Linked DNA regions of Mus musculus: all the other regions are linked to region 1. A link is a contact called in public HiChIP or PLAC-seq and promoter capture Hi-C data. All regions are on one chromosome and are shown on one strand. Each heading gives the region's core, a stretch centred on a gene start, on an enhancer-like site or on the middle of the called end of the contact. The rest is flanking DNA. Distances are from core to core; before and after follow the strand shown. Region 1 holds the start of Irx6 (Iroquois homeobox 6). Region 2 has its middle 100 kb from the start of Irx5. Region 3 holds the start of Lpcat2 (lysophosphatidylcholine acyltransferase 2).

Region 1 (3,811 bases), core at 386-2,885:
ATTGACATACCTTCCCTCTGGAAATGTTTGCAATTAATTAATTAGTAGTAATCTTTCCCAAGGGACTAACTTAATGAATCCTTTCCAATTCCCACTTTAAAAAAGAGGGAGAGAGCTTAGCAACATCCAAGCTATAAGGGGGTGATTGCTCCAAAGTGGGTTTTGAGAAATCAAGGGATCTATTTATTACCGTGACTTTTTACCACTACGTCAATCTGGCAACGACTATAATTCTTTTTCTTACAAGGACGCTCCCAGTTTAAAAGCAAGGTTTCACCAAGGTAACCATGGCCTGTGGCAGCAGCTGGATTTGTAGACTCATCTGTGGTTTGTGCCCTCTTTAAGCTCCTTGTCTATTAAACATAAACTGTGAGAGGTGAGCAGATGCTGAGCCTAGAGTGCCATTCTAAAGAGGTCACTGGGTGTGGCTTGCCAAGTCAGAGGCCAGAGGCAAACTTGTGGAGGGACTTCCTGCCTGGGCCCCCAACCTTGCCTCTTTCTCCTGGCAAGAACTGAGAGCTCTCAGTATCCCCTGGATCACACCGTCTCGAGTTTCAATAGAAAAATAAAACATTGTCCCTGAACAAACTCCGGAACCCCTAGAGGAGGTATAGTAAAGATCTAGGACCGTCCAAGACCTGTCAAGTGCACTAGCGCTGTGACAGGGCGACTGAAAGGTAAGGCTTTCTGAATTGCAAACCCCACCTGGTGCCGCAGCAGCGCCACCTAAGACCTTTCATCGCCAGTCTGCAAGCCCCTCCTGATCCTTAGACATGTCTTCGGAATGGTGTCAGCCTGTAAGTGTGCAAAATCTATAGCACTTGCTAACTGGCCACCCCTGTCCGGAAGTCTTGCAAGCAACCCCCTGTTTCCAGAGGCATCGGTGCTTTTTTTTGAAAAGCCAGCGAAGGAGTTTATTACACCATTGGGCCCAGCTGAGTGTCCCTGGCGCTACTCCCTCCGGAGCTCTCCTCTACGGCTCGCCAGCGCCACCCCAAGAGGAGTGCAGAGGTAGCCCTGGGGCCGTGAAGCCTTCGCCCCGCTTTCGGGCTTGGGGCGGACACCGCTGGCGGCACTCGGGAAGGAGCCAAGCCTGGCCTCTGGCGGAGATGGCCCAGACTCTTGGCTGGCAGCCTACAGATGCAAGGGATCAGACTTGGTGCGTGTATGGGAGCTCTCTTACAGAGGCTGCACCTCGATCTGGAGGGGGCGCTCGTCGGTCTAGCCCAGGGCCAGACCTCTGCAGAGACGCCCAAGAGGTCAAGGACCTGGCCAGGGCTGGGATTAGCCAACGATTTGGGGAAACTGAGACCCAAGCCACATCCCCAAGGACACAGATGGGCTGCCCGGGGGGCTTGATCAAAGCTGCTGGAGCTGGTCCAACCCTAAGAGCTCCCGGGACGGAGGGGCCAACAAACTTTGATGCAGAGGAGAGGCGGAGATGGGTTGTAGTTGGAGGCTGGTCCTGCGAGCCCCTGCTCTCCTCCACCTGCTCCGGCTCTGCCTCCTCCCAGCCCTCGCCCACCCCACTCCCCCCACCCCCCACCCCCGCCATCAGACTCCTCAGCTCTCCTCTCCCTCCTTTTTCTCCCCCCTTGCCTGCCTCCCCCAGTTTCCTCTGGGCTCTTCTTTTGTATTCTCTCCTCCCTCGCCGCCCCGCTTGCCTCTTGCCTCCTCGGGGGCCGCAGGGGAGGAGGCGAGCACGCTGCACCCTGGGCCCGCACGGCTCGCCGGGAGGCGTATTTCCCACTTCTCCCGGGGAATTTGGAGAGGGTCTGTGTGCGCGCGCGCGCGTGAGCTGCAGGCGAAAGAGGGTAGGATCTAGCGGCGAGTCGAGGGTCAGGGTCTTTGACGTTTCTCGCCCGTTGCACAAACCTCGCAGAGCAAGAACGAGTGTATCCGAGAGTGCGTGCATGTACACGGGCTGGCTGCCCTTGGCACACTCGGTGGCCCGGGGCCCCGGGGCCCGCGGTCCCCTCTGGCGGCCGGGGATTACCGTGACGTCACGTTGAGCCTCTGGCCACCTTGGACTGGGACACCTCGGGAACCTCACAGCCCGACGCTGCGCTGTACCTCACCTTGCCCCTGCGCGCCTTTGGCACCCTACTCCTTCTTCCTAATTCTGCCGCCGATCCATGGGCCCCTCTGCCTTCTGGAACCCACAGGCCGTAGGGGTGCCTTACCAATCGCAGAACTCGGCAGCCCCTCTGCCTTTGATTCTGCCTCCCGTCTCTCCCCTCCTGCCAACGAACTGGCGGCCAGCTCCTGCAGCCCTGTAAGAAAACCAGACGCTGCGCTGCGCTGCTGGGGTCATCGAATCACAGAGCTGAGCAAGGGACTCGAAAGGAAAGAGGGACTCAAGTCCCTGAAGACGCCCTGCTATGGCCTTTTCACCTTTTGGACACCCGTATGGCAGCACATCCCAGGTGAGTAGAGTTAGGGGGTGGGGGTGGCAGAGGCAGGCTAGAGGGATGCCCAGTAATCCCCGAGCTTCCTCTTCTCCTTGACCCAAGGGAAGTCAGAAAGAGCACGGACCGGGAAATGTGCCACAGCACCCGCTGACATCCTGATGCCAGTCTGAGAGCTTTCACTCTTTGAGTGCCACCTGAAACGCACTCTGTGTGCGAGGTGGGTGGGATCTGAGGGAACTTGTAGTCAGGGTTACCCTTGGACAGATTCGGTGGCCAGGGTACTCTCAGGAGAAAACAAAAGGACTTCAGCGCATTGGCACTGCACTGCTCATTTGTTGACCTCTGCTCCGATCCCAAATCCCACTCTTTTCTAAGCTCTCTACTTCAGCTTCCCTCCAGTTTCCAAACCAGGGCGTTGTGCAGTGGTGAGGCTTTCCTTGGAGAAGTCTGAGAATGCCCATCACTGTTCTCCATTATCTCCAAAATAGTCACACACACACACACACACACACACACACACACACACACACACACACACCCCTCTTGGCACTCAGTGTCAGGTTGACCTTTGACCTGCTGTGGGATCCTGGACCGGTCTACTCTGACCGTGAGTGGATTCCCTTTTAGTACAGTGGGGACAGGAATGACATGTTGGTGATGGTCTTGAAGGCTAACTTTTAATTCTGCCTTTGTAGAATCCCAGAAGGGGGAGAGACAAGGATTTGGTCTTATTTCCAAAGTTCCCCAGGACTGCGGAGCCCTAGCAATGTCCTGGGGGCATCTATAAGAGCAATTTGGGTAAATTGTCATCGAGAAATCCCTATGCCAGTGCTCAGCAGGGAGATTCTGCACCTGGTGGTATTTGGTTAGTAGAACAAGGAATAAAGGCATCAGGCAGCTTCCTTGCATAATCTCCTCTGGCTGCAGCCAGTCGATGGACCCTCTAGATTTTAAACTTTTAATGACTGACTCCTTTCCTGTTCTTGTAGTTTCTGGTGTCTGCAAGTTCCAGTGCCACTTGCTGCGAAACGGCCCCTCGGCCAGTGTCAGATGTGGCCTCAGCCTCCACCTCTGCCTCTACTCTTTGCTGTACACCCTATGACAGTCGGCTGCTGGGCAGTGCTCGGCCAGAGCTGGGAGCTGCCTTGGGCATCTATGGAGCACCCTATGCAGCTGCCCAGAGTTACCCTGGGTACCTGACCTATGGCCCAGAGCCACCCACACTGTGTGGCGCACTGGTAAGTAATGGAATGGGGCCTGGGACTCTTTGGCGAATATTGGGACTTGGGAGTATAGACAATCAGCATAGATGAGCTCTACTGTGACCTTGTCTGGGGACAAGCTAAATGGGACAGACAATGCTGAGGAAACAGCATAGTGAATAAGGACAAATCCTAGTT
Region 2 (3,811 bases), core at 650-3,149, 210 kb before region 1:
CTCCCATGCCTTTCCCAACCCAATAGCATCAACCTGTGAACGAAAATAAACCCGTTCTCCATTAAACTGCCTCTGGCAGCTCTTTCCATCACAGCAGCAAGGAATGTGCCTTGTACACACTCCTCTGGGCTCTTACTGGAGGTGGGCAGTTCCTCTGACTAGTGACAAACCTGAGAACTCCTAGTCTGTACTTTTTCACAAAACACATGGAACCAGGAGTCCTGGCTGCTTCCAGAACTGTGGGTCTGTCTCTAAGGAGCAGAGGCCATCTTCCAGCCTCAGAGATGTCCTCCCTGTCTGCTACCTACAGCAGGGACTCCTCTGGGGGAAAACCCACCATCCCTGCAGTGAGCACGCTCATCATCTCTGGTGACACACACACTGTTAGTCAGGAACACATTTTGTTTCTAGGGGAAGAGAAGGGCGCCTGTTTTTATATCTGCAAATAGCTCTGAGCTGGGTAGACACTCAGTTGTTTTGATCCTCTGTGGAAGCTAAAAAAAAATCACATGGCAGGTACCCTCCATTGCTGGCTGCTGTCAGGGTGCTCTGCTGAAGGTGAAGTGTGGGTCCCTTAGCTGCGCATCTACTCCTGAAGACAGACTCAGAGAAGATGAATCTCACTGCTCTTCCCCTTGGGCACCAGAGACTGAACCGGGTTTGCAGTTTTCCAAATTCTTGTAGAATAACACCCCCCACCCCCACCCCGTACTCCTTCAGAACTACCTACTTCAGATGCAGTACCCTCCGAGTGCTACATTCCTTGCCTGGTGAAGCACCTCCATTGGGCAAGCACCAGCCCTCTGGAGGACTCTGAGCCCTGGGCCTAGAGGCTCTACCTCTGAGTTTGAGGTTTAATAATTTCAATCCCTCCTTTGCTTATTTCTTTGCACATGCATGCATAATTATCCAAGCATACATATACATACCCGTGGTGTTCAAACTTCAAAGTCATGGATGCATGCCTACACATATTTGACTGTGCACACACATATGCATAACCACATGTATTCACATGCATATCCACACTTGGACAATTATGGCCTTTATGAGTCCATTGCACACATCGTGCACACACACACACACACACACACACACACACACACACACACACACACACACTGTATGTATGCATAAACACCTCACCTAGCTGCAAACTCTGTATGTATGTATTACTCTGAGTGTGTCTACATGCATATGGGAAGATAAAACTACATGCTCACCATCCACATGCATACCACATACGAGCTCACAGGGACACAAATGTGTGTCCACATAAATCCAACTCCATGCATGAACAAATGCCCCATATAGTAATGCACAGGAAAGGGTGGAGGTTACCAGGCATATTCATCTGTACCCTGGCACACACATCTCCCACAGACAAATGGATGGATACAGCTAGTGTGTACACCTGCAAACTTACTGATAACAGAGTTCATAGGCACGAGGCCACCGTCTGACACCCAAAACATAACCATTGTGCTTGTGCAACCAACAGGCACTCCCCACAGGCGTGCACGCACAAATGCCTAGGTCAGCTATTCAACAAGCTTGCTCTTACACTTCACCACCTTGGGCGTGGGAGGCGCTCCCGGGCACGCGCACACGCGTTCCCTCTCCCCAGCCCGGCGGTCCGGCTGTAATTGCTCCCAGCCCGGGATTGTGCAAAGCGCGCCGCGGGAGCGCACCGCTCCGATCCCGCAGCGCTCTGCGCGCCCCCAGCCCCACTGCCGCCCGGCCCGGCCCGCGGCCATCAAAAGGCCGCTTTGGGCGCGGGCACCTGCTCGCCCGGCCGCAGCCGCGTTTTATCTGGCGCGGTGAATAATTGATGCGCCGCTGCTTTGCAGTCAAACGCGCGGGCTGCCCGCGCCGCCGCCGCCCGCCGGCCGCTGTGATTTATTATTTACCAGCGCGCGGCCGCCGTGTAAGGTGAGCACTGTGGCTGCTCGCAGAACTGTTACAATCTGGCCTCGTTAGTGGCCTTTCTTGCTGCCTCTCCAAACGGCAGCCCCGCTGATTGATTTTCCCGCCGAAGCCGTGCCATGAAATCCCAGCGCTGCTGCTCTCAAAGCGGCTGCGGAAAGCCAGGCTTGGCCCTTCTTCCCGCAACAAGAGCCCGCGTTTGCGCGCGCGCCTTTCATGGCGTCCCCGGCTCCGCCGCTGGCCCCATTAGCACGGCACCCGGCTCCCGCCGCTCCTGCGGGCGACGCTATGCAGCGCGCCGCGGTCGCGGGGGACCGCGCGGGGCCTTTCAAGCCGGTGGCGAGGCGCAGCCGTCCCGCGACCACAAAGTTTTCCTGCCTTGGAAGTTTTCAAACGCGCTAGGCTGATCCGAGTAAGGAACCGGCTGGCTCTTCCCGGGACTCTCCCAGTGACAGCGAAGAGGGGTCCCTCTGGACTACCAGCAAGGAAAAGAAGGCATTTTGGGGGATGCCTACTGTATGCCAGTGTTTAGTCTTTAAACCATTCAGGGGCAACAGCTTGCGAACAAGAACAGGAGGAAGAGCTAGCAAGAGGGGCCTGGGGTGTACCTTCCGCTGGTTAGTTGAAAGCCACCCAGTAACTGTTTGGAATACTACTAAGTACTCAAACTCCCGGTGTGGGACTAGGGTGACTGAATCATCTCAGGTCCTCTGTATGGGCATCCAGGTCTCAGGACTCAAGGCATCTGTTTTGTCATTGGGAGGAAGTGGCCACATTCCCAGGATCCTATCAGACCTGAAATTCACACGATGACGGAGGGGGTGGGAGTCAGGGGTCGGGGGTCGGGAGATGGGGCAGTGGTTCCAAAATTGCTGGTGATAGAGGAAGGTGCCCATTTGGGAGGTTTCCTGAGGGATTCCCCTGGGTGACAAGATGACAAGTTAACAAGGCTTTTGTGTTTTGAAGTGTGGCCCAAGCTGTGTTCAAGGCAGGACCCCTAGAACAGAACCTGAGCAAATCTTGTCACTTTTCTGAAGGGCTTCTCTGTCATACAGAAGGTAGGGCAGCCCCACTTCTCCCTTCCACAGCGCCTGGTGCAGACGAATCCCCAATAGCTGTTCATCTGTCCTGGTGGGTTGGGGACTGGAGAGTGGACACCATAGCTGGGTGCAGAGCCAGATTCATTCCCTTAAGCGTTGAAGCCATTGTGTGTGTGTGTGTGTGTGTGTGTAAAAAGACCACTCAGAATGACCTGTGTGCAGTAGTAGGGTTCTTTGGTTTGGTATAACTGCCACCATATTGAATCAATACAGCTGTGGTAACACACTGGAGAACTTCATGAATTCTGGTCCATGAATGCCCCCTCTTGGAGAGAGGAGACTCAGATCACTGCCCCTCCACCCCATCCATGGCTATAGAAGAGGTAGATAGTTGGGGTGGGCTCTTCAGTATGTGGCTGATGTAAGTGGCTGGATGTAAACTGAGGAATTTTGCTGTGGCACAGCTGCCCTTGAGTCTCCGCTGCTCCTCCTGTAAATGATCCCAACAAACCCATTGTTTCACCAAGCTGGACCTCCATAAAATCTTTTCTTTGGTCTGTTGGTGTCCCACCTAAAGTGGGTGAATAGACTCCTTTATGGCTCCCAGCAAGTCACCAGACACACACCTTCCTGTGTGGCCAGCTCTGTCTTGAGCATGAAGCATCTTTGGCTAGACCCACAGCTTTGTTGAAAAGGGTTTACCCTGGATGCTTGAAGAAGTCCTATAGCACTCAGGCAATAGGTAGGGAACTGGGGACCACAGTTCTAATTAGAAGACAAGATCTCTGTCCTCAGTCACATTGCACGGATCGTTTGAAAAATGAAACACATGGTTGGTTTCCTAT
Region 3 (3,811 bases), core at 644-3,143, 180 kb after region 1:
CAGTTCACAGCGGCCAGCGGTGGGGGTAGTGGGGGTGTGCTTAAAAAAACAAATCTCTGCTCAATGTAAGGCACAGAGGATGCATGCTGGAAAGGTCAGAGGTGCTAAACTAAGAACTCCAGAGTGAGTAGGCTTATGTGCCTGATCTACACTGGGAAAAGCCTAGACACAGAGGTCGTTTTGGTCTTCTTGAGGAAGAACTGGGACGCACGCAGCAGCAATTCCCTTGCTGTAGGTATGGGGTCTGTTGGAGGTTTACTTTCCCTTTAACCATTTGTTTCTTTTACACTGAGAGCGGATCCTAACGATTGCGTCAATCACGTCTCTTCTGTGGGTCCGGTTCCTCATCCCCGGTGGGAGCCAGCTGCTTTTGCCTTTTCCAAATAGCAGTTCAGTTTCCGAGAAAGACAGCCCCAGCAGCCACACCTGCTCCTCTTCTAAGAGCCATTAAAGGATCACCTGGACAGACTTCCCGAGGAGAGGCAGCAGGGCCCAGAGGAAAGTGGTTGGTCGGGATCAGAGAGTCGGCTGTTAGAAACAAAATTTGAGCTGGGGCCAAATGATGAAGAACATAAACCCAGAGTTGCCGCAGCTGCCACCACAGACCGCAGACAGCAGCAGCAGCAGCTTCCGTCACCCCTAAAACCTCCCCAAGGAAACACATTTTGAGGGGATGATGTGCCTGCTTTCTAAACATAGCCACAATAAATGTGGGAGCTTCTTCTACCTCTAGTCCTCCCCCTCCCCCGACCTCCCATGTAGTGATTTGTCAATGAATTCCAAAAGCTACTGTGTGTGTGTTTCAGAAGTCTCTGCTAGATCGGATAGGTTGGGAGTCTATCACTTTGGGTCTTCCCTGGTAGGACTAGAGGTAGTGGAGTGAGGAATAGACCCTATTCCTGGGAGAGATCTCAGTGGGCCCGAAATCACCTTTTTTCCTGTGTCTCGCCTACTAGTTCTGATTCTTGAAGCTCCTTCTTGCAAGACACAGGCTATTCCAAGAGTCTCTAGGCAGAGACCTATCGCTGTTTTTAAGATTCTCTGTTACACATCCAGAGGGAATTCAGTTGTTCCCCACTTTACCATCTCCTCAGTGCTTTGCTCTGTGCATTACACTGCGTTATTTCATCCTTACTGTACAGCCCTGTGAGGTAGCAGTTACCCTCTCACTCCTAGAGGAGGCAACTAACTCAGAGAAGTTCAAGTCAGTAGCCCAAGACTCACAACTACCTGATGCAGCAGGAAGATTTGGGGATATCATAGTGGCTAAATTTGGACACGCAGCTGTCTTAGAGCCTGGATGGTACGTCTCATTCTCCCTGTCCTCCACTGCCTGCTGGGAGGAGAGGTAGCCAGGGATGACTGGTTCACTGTCTCTCCATTCTTCAACTGCAGCTAGGCAGAGTTCTACCAACTAGCAAATGACCAAGGCCCTGGGCAACCCTGGACTCTCCCTACCCTCTCCTACAGGTTCAGACAGCCTCATACTTCCTCAGTGTGTCGTCAAACATTTCCCTTTTCTGGGTCAGGTTCCTCATCTACAGTAGAAGCCAGTTGCTTTTGCCTTTTCTATACAAATAATTACTGTGAAAGACAGCCATCTCCATGTTAATCTAGGTTTTGAGTGGGATGTTGTCTGCTCCTGCTGCTAATTACTGTTTTAGCTCGCTTTCTTTCTAACCTACAAACACCCCCAAATGAAATAGGTTTACCCAGGAAACGAAACACGCCGGAAATCGAGCACAGATAAACAAAACCCACCCTGGATTTATAAGTTTACTTACTAGATTGGGATCCAAGAGGTGTGTTCCAAAAGCAGGTTCCTAGGGGGCGGGGCCAGAGCCCGGGGTGCGTCCCGGAGGGCGGGGCAGCTAGTGGCTAGGTGACTCTGGCGCCTGCGCAGAAGCCGGGAGCGGCGCCTGGGGCTGGGAGTCTCTGGTTCTGAGGTTGGGACTGTGAATTCGGCCGCTCTCTTCGGGTCCCCGCTTTGCTCGGGTCGGGCACCTGGATCCATCATGAACCGATGCGCCGAGGCGGCCGCTGTGGCGGCTACGGTCCCGGGTTCGGGCGTCGGGGACGCCGGGCTGCGGCCACCCATGGTACCTCGCCAGGCGTCCTTCTTCCCGCCGCCGGTGCCCAACCCCTTCGTCCAGCAGACTACGATCAGTGCCTCCCGAAGGCTGCAGGTAAAGGCAAGGCGCGCGCTCAGGTTAAGGCAATGTGGTGCGATGGAGGAGGCTCGGGGTGAGGGCATCTGGTCGGAGGAGGATCAGTCTTGAGGGGATCAGGACTTGAGAGGTATTTGAGGGAATAGCTGGTCTGATGGAGGAGGCGTCTGAGAGGATCGCGAATCCGAAGAGTGTCAGAGGAGATCACAGTGGGTGTGACTAGGAGTTTGCCTGAAGAATTGGAAATCTGACGGGGGAGGCATCTGAGTAGATAGTCTGAAGGGGGAGGCTGGCTGAGTGTGGAGTCTGGTAAGGGAAAGGATCTGCGGAAGAAAGATCTGTGGATCCGGATCCGACTGGAAAGGGTCATGATGGCCAAACAGGAGGATGTGAGAAGTGAGGACACTGGGGGATGGGATGACCCAAGGTACACAAAAGTGAGAAGATGCAGAGAAGGTATGCCTGAGAAGGGGCGGGATGGGGTAGGAGCTTTGGCTCGAGTTTGTGGAAGCAGCGGGTTGAGAGCTACCATATGAGAGAGGGTTTCATGGTACTCTCTTTTATATGCCTTCTGTAAAAAGGGGAGCCAGTTAGAGCCGAGGAGAGTAAGAGAGGAGGCAGAGATCCCTGCTCTGTCCTTGGAACCATAGGGAAGGCTCTAGTGACAAACTGCCCAGGAACAGCCAGGCTGTGAGTCGGAAGCAAAGCAAAGAGAAATCTGGGAGACCCATGAAGGCATTTGAGAGTGTTTTTGAGTGGGCTTTTACACAGCATCTTTTCTAGATTCAAAGATGACATGAGACATAGCTGTTAGAAATGGCCACAAAGGAAGTTGTCTTTATCTCGGAAAAGACAGCTTTTTGGCATCAGTGAGTTCACTTTTTGACTTCCTCTTTGATGAGGTTAGTGACTTGAGAAAGAGAAAGATGGGTGAAAACAGCGGTTGTCTTGTCTGCAGGGGGAGAAGGGTTAATGTCTCCCTGTACGTCTCAGAATTTTTGCGATTTTGCACTGAAGTAGTATTTAGCATTGTTTCTATATACAGCTTTAAGATTTGTGACCCCTCTGGAGGAAGCATGTTAAGCACAGAGCTCTGTGTGTGTGTGTGTGTGTGTGTGTTGGGAGCAGGGTTGGTGGTAGAGGGTGGTGGTTAGAGTTAACGACGGGGATCTGGTTGAAGATAGGTATGAGAGAGGAAGATAAAAGATGTGGAGACACTAAGTTTACAGAGTTCCTCTTTATGCTTTGAATCACTTGCAGTACTTATAAGCACATATGTTATTCTTCAAGATAACTCTAGACAAATGAGTTATATTTAAGTGAAAATGTACCCTGGCTATTTGGGTTCAGAGTTTGGAGGGAGGCTCAAAGCAGCATATTTAAATATTTTTATTGTACTTTGATTATTAGTTTTCTTAATCACCTAAAAAGAGCTTTTTCTAAAAACTTCATGAAAACCACATATAATGCAAAGCATACTGGTCACTTATTTGCAGATTCTGTGAATTTGGCCTAGTCACTTAACCTCCTTTATCTATTATATTTTCTCATCTTATAAATTGAAATAATTCTTCAAAGGAGAGTTAAATGAGATAATATGTGGCATAATGTACTCTGGTTTGCCAATCTTAATATTGATAACT

Evidence for each region. HiChIP or PLAC-seq counts read pairs in DNA pulled down with a chosen protein or histone mark. Capture Hi-C pulls out chosen DNA fragments and counts their contacts.
Region 2: a contact with region 1 is called in an H3K4me3 HiChIP or PLAC-seq map of craniofacial prominence, with 3 times the contacts expected there. The contact joins the enhancer-like site here to the promoter of Irx6 in region 1. A contact is called at or near these places in 3 of 39 promoter capture datasets (embryonic stem cells, maxillary cranial neural crest and second pharyngeal arch cranial neural crest), 8 of 484 Hi-C or Micro-C datasets (all in embryonic stem cells) and 6 of 115 datasets of contacts at active chromatin or transcription factors (craniofacial prominence, embryonic hindbrain, embryonic limb bud and 3 more).
Region 3: a contact with region 1 is called in a promoter capture Hi-C map of pancreatic islet. The contact joins the promoter of Lpcat2 here to the promoter of Irx6 in region 1.

The regions. Positions count from the first base shown.
Region 1 is chr8:92,672,654-92,676,464 of GRCm38.p6, forward strand. It overlaps Irx6 (Iroquois homeobox 6), which reads left to right and starts at 1,636. Exons shown (of 6, transcript NM_022428.3): 1 at 1,636-2,426; 2 at 3,401-3,649. The coding sequence starts at 2,382.
Region 2 is chr8:92,458,717-92,462,527 of GRCm38.p6, forward strand. No RefSeq gene overlaps it. Among named protein-coding and RNA genes, the nearest start is that of Irx5, 100 kb to the left of the region's middle. Within about 2 kb of position 1,900, at least 49 of the 459 cell types and tissues checked have an H3K27ac peak or open chromatin away from gene starts, as enhancers often do. A contact at or near this core is called in craniofacial prominence and neural tube, where this site is marked.
Region 3 is chr8:92,853,440-92,857,250 of GRCm38.p6, forward strand. Lpcat2 (lysophosphatidylcholine acyltransferase 2) reads left to right here and starts at 1,894. Exons shown (of 14, transcript NM_173014.2): 1 at 1,894-2,186. The coding sequence starts at 2,016. Gm45472 (a long non-coding RNA gene) reads right to left here and starts at 1,979. Exons shown (of 2, transcript XR_003947583.1): 1 at 1,785-1,979; 2 at 1-528.